4 separate regions of the Mus musculus genome follow, and regions 1, 3 and 4 are each linked to region 2. Evidence: chromatin contacts called from public Hi-C data. All regions are on one chromosome and are shown on one strand. The core of a region is the stretch at or near the end of the contact, and the rest is flanking DNA. Distances in the headings are between cores, read along the strand shown.

Region 1 (2,700 bases), core at 159-2,658, 5.6 Mb before region 2:
GTCCTTGTTGCCCTGTAAAACTTCAAAAGTCAGGCTTCCAATGTCTACATTTCTGTCAGCATTCTTATTTTCCAACTTCCCATAACAACAAAACAAACCAAAACACAGTCCATTATGCTCTGCCCATAACATTCAGCTTTTTTCCTAGACCTACATTCCAGAGCCTTCCACATTCTAGCCATATAAAATAGTTCAAATATCCTAGGAACCATGTAGTCAGATTTATCCACTTTCTGGGTACCAATTTCTATTCTACTCTTCTTTCCAGACGCTGTGGTAAAATACCATAACAAAGAACCTTAGAGAAAAAGTTTATTTTAGCTCATAATTTCATTTGCAGGCCATCAGTCAAGATGGCAGGAACTTGGAACAGCTACTCACAACACAACTACAATCAAGAGCAGAGGGAGAAATGAATTAAGGCACGCACACTTTTTTATACGACTCAACCTTTGGATTCAAGACCCAACTTAGGGAATGGCACAACCCACAGTGGGCTAGATCTTCCTACATCAATTATCAATCAAGACAGGTCTTCATAGACGTTCTTCATAGAGAACATGATCTAAATAATCCCTCATTGATTGTGTCAACTTGACACAAGTAATCATCACATTCAGTAAGCATACACATAATGTCTTTACTTAGTCAACCTTACAGATACATAAGTACATTATTAGAAGTGGAAGATTTTAATCAATGCAAGTAGAAAAAAATATTACAGAAAGAATGCTTCACTTCTCAATCCTCTCTTTGTCTCTGTCCTCTCCTACCAAACACATACACTACAAAGGTATTTATTTATACTTAGTAATATGTAGATTTGTGCTTGTTGATCATTCATAGGTTTCTCAGGATGTTCTCAAATTCATATACTCCGCAGCATTTACTCTGAATTAGTACTTAGGATAAGGAGTATGTTTGTCATTGGGATTTTCCTCAAGTGGAAGAAAAAAAAAGGCTAGGCTTGAAAGAAAATTATTCTAAGCTCACAGAGGGGAGCTGGTAAAACGAAAATAAGAGGAAGGCGAATCAAATACCTGCCTATCCTCTATCTCACAGCGAATTTACTCCCAAACTACGATGTTTATCCCGTATTCTGTGGACATCTCAGTGAACACTTCGAGTAAGTCAAGGCCAGTCTTAGCAGGGCCACGGAGCAGGCGCGGGTGGGTGCACAGGGGACCAAGAGGATGTTCGCGCGCTGCCTCACCTTCCCCGAGGTTCCTTCCCGCCAAGTTGAGTTGGCCGCTGCTTCTCGCTGCCTTCAGCAGGCCCTGGGGAACAGAGGGGCCTCTGTCCTTGCCCTCCGCGTGGAATCCCGCACGAGGGTCAAACCTAGGGGCTCTCAGCTGGCGCGACATATTCAAAAGCTCACACCGGAAGCCCCGACCACGGCTGTGACGTTTCAAGGTGCCATGGCTGGATAACCCCGCCCCTTCCGCCTCACAGTAATCCGGGCCTTGCCCTAGCTGCGCGCGCTGATGTCGTCACCGCCAGCTCCCGGGACCGCAGGACCGACGAGCCCTTCCGTTGCCCTCACCAACCTCGCCCTCAGGAGAAACTTCTTTCGGGTAAGTGCGTCTAACGGGCTGAGAGGTCCTCGTGGGGGGAACATGGGCTCCCTAGACAGCGCGGTCGGGCATGGCTGCGCTACCCAACGTCGCATCAGAACGTGGCGGCGTCGAAACCTGAGGCGCGGCCTGTGGCCCTGGGCGCCAGGCCTGGGGATCGCTGAGTTCAGTGCGGTGATCGAATTGATCCCGGAGAACAGGATGGCGAGTGACACGAAGCTTGGCCCTTAAGCTTAAGTACCCACCTGACAGCTAAAAGCTGTGGTGAAGGGCTCGGACTTCGAATCCTGCTCGCTTACAGACTAACTTATGCAGTTGGTCCCACGCTTACGAAGCTCATTTTTCACTGATTTACCGATAATCCAGTCTTAAGAAGTTTTAAAAATAACTTCGGATAATGAAAATGTAAATACTGACCTGGCATGGTGGCGCACGTCTTTAATCACAGCACTAGATTAGGCAGAGTCAAATGGATCTCTTGAATTGGAGGTCAGCCAGGTCTACACAGCGAGTCCAGGACAGCCAGAGCAACAGAGAAACAGTCTCAAAAAAGAAAAAAGGAAAAAAAAAAGAAGAAGAAAGAAAGAAAGCAAAGAAAATTTAAATGCGTAGTTTTGTTGTAAATACAAAAAAGAAAATTTTATTTAATAAGTAGCGATTTCCTGCTTAGTTTTTCCTGGAGTTTACAAAGTATTGATATATTTTCCCAAACGAAGAAGTAGCCCTCAACTATCCAGGGCTGGGGATATAATTCCCTAACGTGGGCAGGGCCGTGAATCCTGTGTCCAGCGCAGACCAAATTCTTTGACTGAAATTGATTTTCTATTACATTCCTCTTTAAGTTTAGTGTTTCTTTTTGCACACGTGAATAGGGTTTCACGTGCCCTGGTGCCTCAGGAGGTTAGAGAACAACTTGAGGGAGTGGGTTTTTTTTTCCACCAACCTGCAGAGCCATCTCACCAGTATGAAATGGTTATGAGTCTGGGGGATGTTTAGAGATTCACTAGAATGCAGCGCCCAGCCACCTCAGTCGGGTTTATAAAGGCAAAGAATGCAAAATTACAATGTGTTTATGTTCAAGCAGAACAAATTTATTTACAGGAACATCAGTTAAAAATATATATCC
Region 2 (2,700 bases), core at 115-2,614:
TTATGACCGACCTCAAATTTAAGAAGTAGCGGGATTTTTCGTTAAAACAAACCCACTACTATTTTCTGCAAAACAAAACCGGCACCCCAGAATACCAAAAATGGTAGCCCCAATCCCTACCGACGTGAGTTTATCAGCATGTACAGAACAAGGATTGTATTCTGACCTCGGGTACTGTCAGGGGTGAGGGGGCCTCCCAAACACTGCCAAAAGTTACTGTCAGCAGCCAGGGTGACGAGGAGAACTTCCCAATAGACAAGTGGGTGGCTAAATGACGCCCGGACACGAGAGATGCTATGCGTTCTGTTGGGAGACTGGGGGAAGATTCTGCAGCCACAGGCGACAGGAAAGTGGAGCTGTCTGCAGAGAGGGTAACTGGGCAGAGGGGGCGGCGGCGGGCGGGGCGGGCTGGCAGCGGCCTCCGGGCCGGCGAGCGAGCGCCGGGCAGCGGCCGGCGGGGAGGTCTCCGCAGGTGGCGGGCGCCCGGGGGCGGGAGGAGCGCGGCGCGCGACAGCCGCTCTGCACCGCCGCAGGCGACGGCGAGGCGCGCGCACGAAGGCTCCCGGCGCCCGGGCGCGCGCCCCGGCCCCTCCCCGACAACTTGCCTGCAGGAAAAGAGTTACTGGTCCCAGGGCCCCGAGAACCCGGGGCTCCGCCATCCAGCGCAACCGCTCTGCCAACCAGGTCCCGCGAGAGTCCGGAGATCTCGCGATACCGACCCGCTGGCATCTCGCGGGCGGGCGTGCGCTGGAGCCAACATGGCGGCGTGGGGGAAGCTAATCACTACTTCGGGACTTTGAACGTGTGGTTCGTCCTCGCACTGGGAGGCCGCGGGCAAACGGGAGGAGAGGCAAGCCTTCCCCGCCCTGGATTCCTCCTCTGAGTCGTCTGAGGGGAGAAGGAAAGGCGGGACGCCAAACTCAGCCCTCTGCCGCCCTCCGGACGCCACGGAGGACCGCGCTAGCCCTCAGCCGGCCTGGCCTCCGGTCACGTGGCCGTCACGTGAGCCCCGCGCGCGCGCCCGGCGCCTCCGCAGGCCTCCCCGCCCCCTCAGCCGCGAACGCGCGCGCCCGGCCCACGTGGGGGCGCCGCCGCCGCCGCCGCCTCGGCCACCCCCTCCCGGCGCTCGCTCGCTCTGAAGGGCTCCGGCCCCGCGCGCGCCTTTCCCTCCGCGCTCCGCTCCCGCCCCTGCGCCGGCCCCGCCACGCGCCCCGGGGATCCCGCTTACCTCTCGCGTGGGGCGGGCCGCTCCGGGAGGCGCCGCCCGCGTGGCCGCCGTCGGCCGCCGCACTGGCTCCAGCGCCCTCCGCCGCAGGAAGCGCCACAGCGGCGCCGCGGCGCTTCCAGGTGGGTCCCCGCCTCCCGCTCCTCCACTTCCCGCAGCAGCGGCGGCTCCTTCCGGTCCCCTCCTTCCTCGGCTCTGAGACGCTGGGAGCCGGGCGCTCGGCGCGCCACCTACTGGTGGCCGCGGCCGCTGCAGCGATCCCGACCCGGCCGGCCGGCGGGCGGGAGGATTCACCGGCCCAGCCCGCTGCGTGCTGTGATCCGCTCTACCTTCCCGGAGAGGCTCCCCGCCCGCGTCCCGACCTTGCCTGGCCCCGCGGCGCTTTCCGCACGACGCCCCGGACTGCCGCGCCAGCCGCCGCCCGCTCAGTACGCAGGCGCCCACCTCTCCAGCCTTTGCTCACCTCCCTCCCTAGGGCAGGACTCTTCCCCAGCTCCACCGCGACTCGTCGGCAGTCCCACCAGAGTACACCTTCTCCACCGCTTTTATTTTCCGTACCTTTAAACAGCACTACCCGCCAAGAATGAAGTCTCTTTAAAGGCAGGGCGTCTTTTCTCTTAGCTTTTGCCCACAGTTGTGTCCAGCACCAAGTATGGCTCAACCCATAGTGAAAACTGGTTATTTATGTAGCTCAGCGTGTGCTTACCGGAACTACGTGAAGCTCTGAGTTCAATCCATAACACCGCCCTTTCAAATATACAGTATTAGCAGTGCAGCAAAGTAATGCCCGCCTTCAGTTACAGGGATAAGTATTTCCTCTGGGTTGATAGCACCATAGGCCACCACTTCTGAGCTGTGGGGACGCTCATGCAACCCTTTGGCTATTAGATTGTGTTCCAAAAAATACCAAGTCCACTGGTAGAATCCATTAACTGGGGCTCTTCGCAACTGTGCAGTATGGCTTCAGTGCCTTTCTTTGTTTTCCTTAGCTGGAGCAGTTTTGTTTTTCCAAGGAAGTGGGTAAGTGTGGTTTCTTTTCAATTGCTCGTAAGTTATTAGATCATAGAAGTGGACTTGTATTTGGTTGTCTCCAATTCAACTCAGAGTAATATCTGCTCCAAAATAAAGAATACCAATTATAGTTATACTGACTATCACACCTGCCATCTTGTGTCTTAGAGACACTGCTCTCCATTGCCTTAATTTTCCTAGTAGTGGGGTCTATAAGGCCTCACCACAGCACACCCTCCCATGGTTTTTATTGAACTGTGTTGGACTTGCAATAGGCAGAGATATAAAAATAACACGATTTCCCAGCCAGGCAATATGCTACCTGCATAGGCTAGCTACTATTGGGATGGTCAGAATTTATCTGCTGCTGGGAGCATTGTCTAGCCACACACACACACACACACACACACACACACGCACGCACGCACGCACGCACGCACGCACGCGCGCGCCATTATTGGACT
Region 3 (2,700 bases), core at 98-2,597, 5.9 Mb after region 2:
GGAAAAGGGAATTTTGGGATGCCTGAACCTATGTTTCCAGGCCACTCATATTTGGCTCCAGAATAAACTGTCTCATTTTTCTCTAAGGTGAGAGCTGTGCGAATACTACCTTTGTTCAATTCATTAACATTTCTCACTCCACCCATCTTCCCTTAGTTTCTTCTTAAATAATAATAAATAACTTTTAAGAATTATTTAATGTAGCCGGGCGTGGTGGCGCACGCCTTTAATCCCAGCACTCGGGAGGCAGAGGCAGGCGGATTTCTGAGTCCGAGGCCAGCCTGGTCTACAAAGTGAGTGCCAGGACAGCCAGAGCTACACAGAGAAACCCTGTCTTGAAAAACCAAAAAAAAAAAAAAAAAAAAAAAAAAAAGAATTATTTAATGTATATGAATACATTGTAGCTGTCTTCAGATACACCAGAAGAAAGCATCAGATCCCATTACAGATGGTTGTGAGCCACCATGTGGATGCTGGGAATTAAGCTCAGGATCTCTGGAAGATCAGTCAGTACTCTTAATCACTGAGCCATCTTCCCAGTCCCCTTAAATAATTATTATGAGTATTGTTTTTTATGTGTAAATCAAGGAGACTGTAAATTCAGCTTTATGACAACCACTCACTTAGCATCTACAAAGCCTGAGTCAGGGCCGTAGCGCCTTAAAAATAAAGCAAAATGCCTGATCATTTTCTCCCTCAAAATCCACCAAGAGGACTACATCTTACACAAAACACAGCGTCTTTACAAAACCCTCACAGAATCTATTCAACTTCAAGCCTCTTCTTCTCTCCTAAATTTTCGTCTGACTTCTGGTGTCTGTGGTGTTTGAGTGGTAGACTAGTTTGCTGCTGCTAAGGGGCCTCGCAGCTGGCCGTTTCCATTGTCTGGTAGGCGTTATCAGTTTATCTCAGATGAAAGGATTTTCCTGCATTGCTGCATAAGCATTAAGTCTGAGACCAGTGAGAACGTTGGAAGTGTGATGCTTCTTTGCTCTCTTTTTAATCTTGTTCTGTTTAGAAATTGTTCTATTAGAAATAATGTACAGTCGGGAACGAACTCTGAATTTTGACACTTTCTTTCTTTCTTGGGGGGAGGGGAGTTCGAGACAGGGTTTCTCTGTGTAGCCCTGGCTGTCCTGGATCTCAGGCTGTAGACCAGGCTGGCCTCGAACTCAGAAATCCGCCCGTCTCTGCCTCCCTAGTGCTGGGATTAAAGGCGTGCGCCACCACCAGCGTCCAGCCTTGGCACTTTCTTACATAGCTAATCCATAAAGCAAAGCGCTAGTTCCGGAACTTGGCGGCCCCGGAAGTAAAACCGTATGACCCGGGTCAAAGACAGAGAGCACTTCCGTTTCCGTACAGCCGTAAACAACATGGCGAAGGCCGGCGAGAAAAGTGTTGGTGGCGGCAAGCGAGGCTTGAAGAGGAAAGCTGCCGCTGAAGAGCCTCAAGAGGCTGCGGCCGCGAGCGATGGGACGGCGGAGAGCGGGGTGCAGCCCGCGAAAGCGGCCGCCTTCCCCCCGGGCTTCAGTATCTCGGAGATTAAGAACAAGCAGCGGCGACACTTGATGTTCACGCGGTGGAAACAGCAGCAGCGGAAGGTACGCGCGCGGGGTTGGCGGGGCACGAGCGCAGGGGCGGGGCCGGGAGCGCGCGGGGCTGGGGGGGGGGCGACGTGCGCGCGCGGGGTTGAAGGGGCGGGGCCGGGGGCGCGCGGGGTTGAAGGGGCGGGGCCGGAGGCGCGCCCCCAGCCCCTCGCTTGGCTACGGGGTCCCCAGCGTCAGCCTTTTGCCGGATGAGCTTGGCGTAGGGGAATCCGGCCCTTGCCTGCTCCGTGGGTTGCACTCTCTGGGAAGCCGAGGGATTTGGAACCGACGATCCAGCCTCTGGCCGGAGATGGCAGAGGGTCCGCCCCCTGCCTTTGCGCATCCCGCCTGCCTAGCGTTGGTGGTAAACTCCAGGTCCTAAACGTGGCCCCAGACTCTTTCAAGGAACCATTGGTGAAGTTTCAGCACTGTGAAGTGTCTGTCATAGCTGTGTTTGCTCTCTTCCGCCTTGTGCTCGCACTGAAAACTAGACAGACTTGTAAGTAAGCCTTGCCCAGGATCATGAGGCTCATTTGTGTCTAAATTACAATTTTAAAAATTCCCTATTACAGCATACACAGCAACTAACACATGATTTTATATTTGTGTTCTCTTACTGGAGGACCTTGGCTGGATCTTTTCGTAAGTGCTAGGTCGCTACTGGAGTTCTTTTTATTTATTTATTTATTTTTTAAAGATTTATTTATATGAGTGCACTGTAGCTGTCTTCAGACACACCAGAAGAGGGCATCAGATCCCATTACAGATGTTTGTGAGCCACCATGTGGTTGCTGGGAATGAACTGAGGACTTGTGGAAGAACAGTCAGTTGTGGAGGTTTTTTGGTTTTTGTTTTTTTGTTTTTTTCAAGACAGGGTTTCTCTGTGTAGCCCTGGCTGTCCTGGAACTCACTTTGTAGACCAGACCTCGAACTCAGAAATCTGCCTGCCTTTGCCTCCCAAGTGCTGGGATTAAAGGCGTGCGTCACCACCGCCGGGCTTGATTTGCAATTTTGAGGGAGGAATGTCCTAAAAGCCTTTTTTTTTTGGACTGAAGATCAGTAGGCACTACAGAATGTGTCAGACATTTTGTCTAGATTCAGGAGATTATAGTGT
Region 4 (2,700 bases), core at 100-2,599, 5.6 Mb before region 2:
CAAAAACCAGTGTTTACAGCACGAGGTCAGTGACGGATAAAAACTCACATCTATCTGCGCGTACCTGGGCGGTGAAGACCGGCAAGAAGGGAGGGAGGGAAAAAGGAAACGTTCCCTAAAACCCAGAAGACCTGCCTGGATGTGAGATAGCCCGACCTTTTGGCACTCGCAAAGACTGCCGCAGAGAAAATGCAACCTGTCCCGAAATGCTCAGGTGGAAAAGAAGAAAACATCCTTGCTGCACCCTGACCCCTGGCACGCTCGCTGCACCTGAAAAGACTCGAGGTTTTCCGCCAGAGGAAAACACGGTGCGGGAGAAGGGACCGGGAACCCGGAGGCCAACGGTCACCCCCACCCCACCTCCGAGGGGACGGAAATTAGGCAAAGCTCACCATGATTATCTTTCTGTCCGATATTGTGCGTGCGGATGAGCGAGGACAGTCTCCTCACGTCCCCCTTAAAGACGCACTCGTGGACCGGGTAGAGCGAGGGGCAGCCGCCTCCGTCAGCGACTAAAGCGGGGTTGCTGCCGCCCAGGCAGGCCGGGGCAGGGCAGGTGGCAGTCACTGCGTTGTGCTGCGGCGGGGCCGGAACGCCGGGGCCCGGAACGGCGGGCGCCTTCAGCTGCAGCCGGTGGTGGTGGCTGAAGATCTTATGGCAGGCCTTGCCGCCCTTGCCGCTGCCGCCCGGTCCGCTTCTGCCCCCGGTGAAGGCGCCGCCGAGCGCGGCTGTCGCCTCCTCCTCGCAGGGCTCCAGCACGTCCCCGTCCTCTTTGCTGGGCTTGTGGTCCCTCCGCAGGGAGCGGATCTTCTCCCCGGTCATAGCCGCCGCGGCGCGCGGGACAGGCTCCGGGAGGCTCACCGCGGGCCGAGCCGGCGCGGCGGCGGCGCCGGGCGATTAGAGCGGCGGCCGCGAGCCTAGCACGCAGCATGAACTCCCGGGGCGACCGCGGGTCCGCGACACGCGCATCTCCCGGAGGCGGCGGCCCTCGTCTCGGACGAGGAAAGCCGCAGCTCAAGAGACCACGACCGCACGACGCCCGGCGCCGCCGCCGCCGCCTCCTCCTCACTCGGAAAGACCCGGCGCAGCCATCTTTCCCCGGCTCCTCTCGCGAGAGCTTCGGAGGAAACGCCGCCGCGGAGTGTTAGAGGGCCGCTTCTGCGCTTGGGTCAGGGTCCGGGCAGCGCCCGCGCTCCTCTCGCACAGGGTTCCACCCTGGGCCGGGCCCTGCGGCTGAATTCAGACCCAGACTCAGAGCTCTGACCTGGTGCTCTGGGCCTTCGTAAAGGAGGAGGTCAACGGCAGTTACGAACTCTAGCTTAAAGGCTGAAACCCTGTTTGTCAACCTCCCTCAGAACGACGTAGGAAGACACCACCGGATATCGGACGTGACGTCACTCAGCTGCGCTGGACCTTCAGTAAACACTCGCTAAGACTCTGCTGGGTTCCCTAACCTGTGCAAGGACTTGCTCAGGCTGGCAAGGCTGTAGGCGAGGAGAGATGGCCAGTTATCCTGGAGGAATCTAGGGCCTGACTTTGGAATTCAAAGGCTGTTTATTACACCGGGAATGGAGGATTTTTCAAACAGCTGTTAGTTGAGTGTATTTGGGACAAACGTCAGAGTTAAAGTATGTGGAGGATGCTTACTTGAGGAAATGGAGTAATTGTTTTTAAATAAGTGGGCAGTAACCCGGGTGAGAGATGATGAAAGCATGCTCTGGGATACAGTGAATCCGGAAAAAGCTTAAGACTCCTTTAAAAATGAGTTCAAATTTAGCATATTGAAGTTGGAGGTCCTTGGTGTTTTTACACAGAGTGCTAGTTATACAGTTTGGAATTTTGGACATAAATTCTTTGGAAGTAGGAAACGGATCTTAGATCAGATTCAGGAATTGCACAGTAACCCAGCGAAATAAAATGGTGTAGAACAAAAGTGCCATAAGACGTATAGAATGAATAGTCGAGGTAGTGAGTGGGAATCAAAGCACTGTGTGTGTGTGTGTGTGTGTGTGTGTGTGTGTGTGTGATGAAATTGTGAACATTTAGAAAACTAAACTGAACATGGTGGCTCACATCAATAAGTTCCAGCACTCCAGAAACTGAGGAAGGGCAAAAGGATTGATCACATGGATTCAAGGCTAGCCTGAGCTACAGAGTGAATGCTGTCCCAAAATTAGTAGATGGACCAGTGACATGACATGCCACTGAGCATTCAATCCCTGGGACCCACATGGTAAAAGAAAAGAACCCATTCCAACAAATTGTCCTCTGGTGCATACCCACACACACACACAAAATTAGTCTTAAAAAAAAAAAAAAAAAACAGTAAATAGTAGGTAGGCAGCCAAAATCATGTACCTAATTACTGGCTGCTACCTCTTGATGGATGTTAAAACTCCTAAGTGTTCTTTCAGTGAAATCAAACACCATGAACATTTTTTTTTAAGACAACCTATTGTGGTGGTATATGCTTACAATCCCAGCACTCGGGAAGTAGATACAGGAAGGTTGCCTCAAGTGACTGTTCTCAAAAAACAAACATCTCATCCCTTTAAACTTTGAGGTTTAAGGCTTATAGTATGTAATGGGTAGGGACATCAAAATATGAGTACTATTAAAGATATTTAGTACAAGAAAAATGTAAATTCTGAGATTCTGTAACATCCCAATATAACATAAGGGGAAATTATTAGTTTAAAT

Evidence for each region. A called contact is a pair of places that touch in the nucleus more often than the background predicts.
Region 1: a contact with region 2 is called in a Hi-C map of pre-B cells, with 7 times the contacts expected there. The contact joins the promoter of Lrrc40 here to the promoter of Zzz3 in region 2. A contact is called at or near these places in 2 of 484 Hi-C or Micro-C datasets (CD8 T cells and pre-B cells).
Region 3: a contact with region 2 is called in a Hi-C map of CD8 T cells, with 4 times the contacts expected there. The contact joins the promoter of Rpf1 here to the promoter of Zzz3 in region 2.
Region 4: a contact with region 2 is called in a Hi-C map of CD8 T cells, with 4 times the contacts expected there. The contact joins the promoter of Ankrd13c here to the promoter of Zzz3 in region 2. A contact is called at or near these places in 1 of 39 promoter capture datasets (pre-B cells) and 1 of 484 Hi-C or Micro-C datasets (CD8 T cells).

The regions. Positions count from the first base shown.
Region 1 is chr3:158,035,390-158,038,089 of GRCm38.p6, reverse strand. Lrrc40 (leucine rich repeat containing 40) reads right to left here and starts at 1,408. Exons shown (of 15, transcript NM_024194.6): 1 at 1,214-1,408. The coding sequence starts at 1,364. It overlaps Srsf11 (serine and arginine-rich splicing factor 11), which reads left to right and starts at 1,484. Exons shown (of 13, transcript NM_001379531.1): 1 at 1,484-1,574. The coding sequence starts at 1,485.
Region 2 is chr3:152,394,667-152,397,366 of GRCm38.p6, reverse strand. It overlaps Zzz3 (zinc finger, ZZ domain containing 3), which reads right to left and starts at 1,364. Exons shown (of 14, transcript NM_001080755.2): 1 at 1,229-1,364.
Region 3 is chr3:146,520,070-146,522,769 of GRCm38.p6, reverse strand. It overlaps Rpf1 (ribosome production factor 1 homolog), which reads left to right and starts at 1,347. Exons shown (of 9, transcript NM_027371.3): 1 at 1,347-1,601. The coding sequence starts at 1,374.
Region 4 is chr3:157,945,649-157,948,348 of GRCm38.p6, reverse strand. Ankrd13c (ankyrin repeat domain 13c) reads right to left here and starts at 1,349. Exons shown (of 13, transcript NM_001013806.2): 1 at 393-1,349. The coding sequence starts at 822.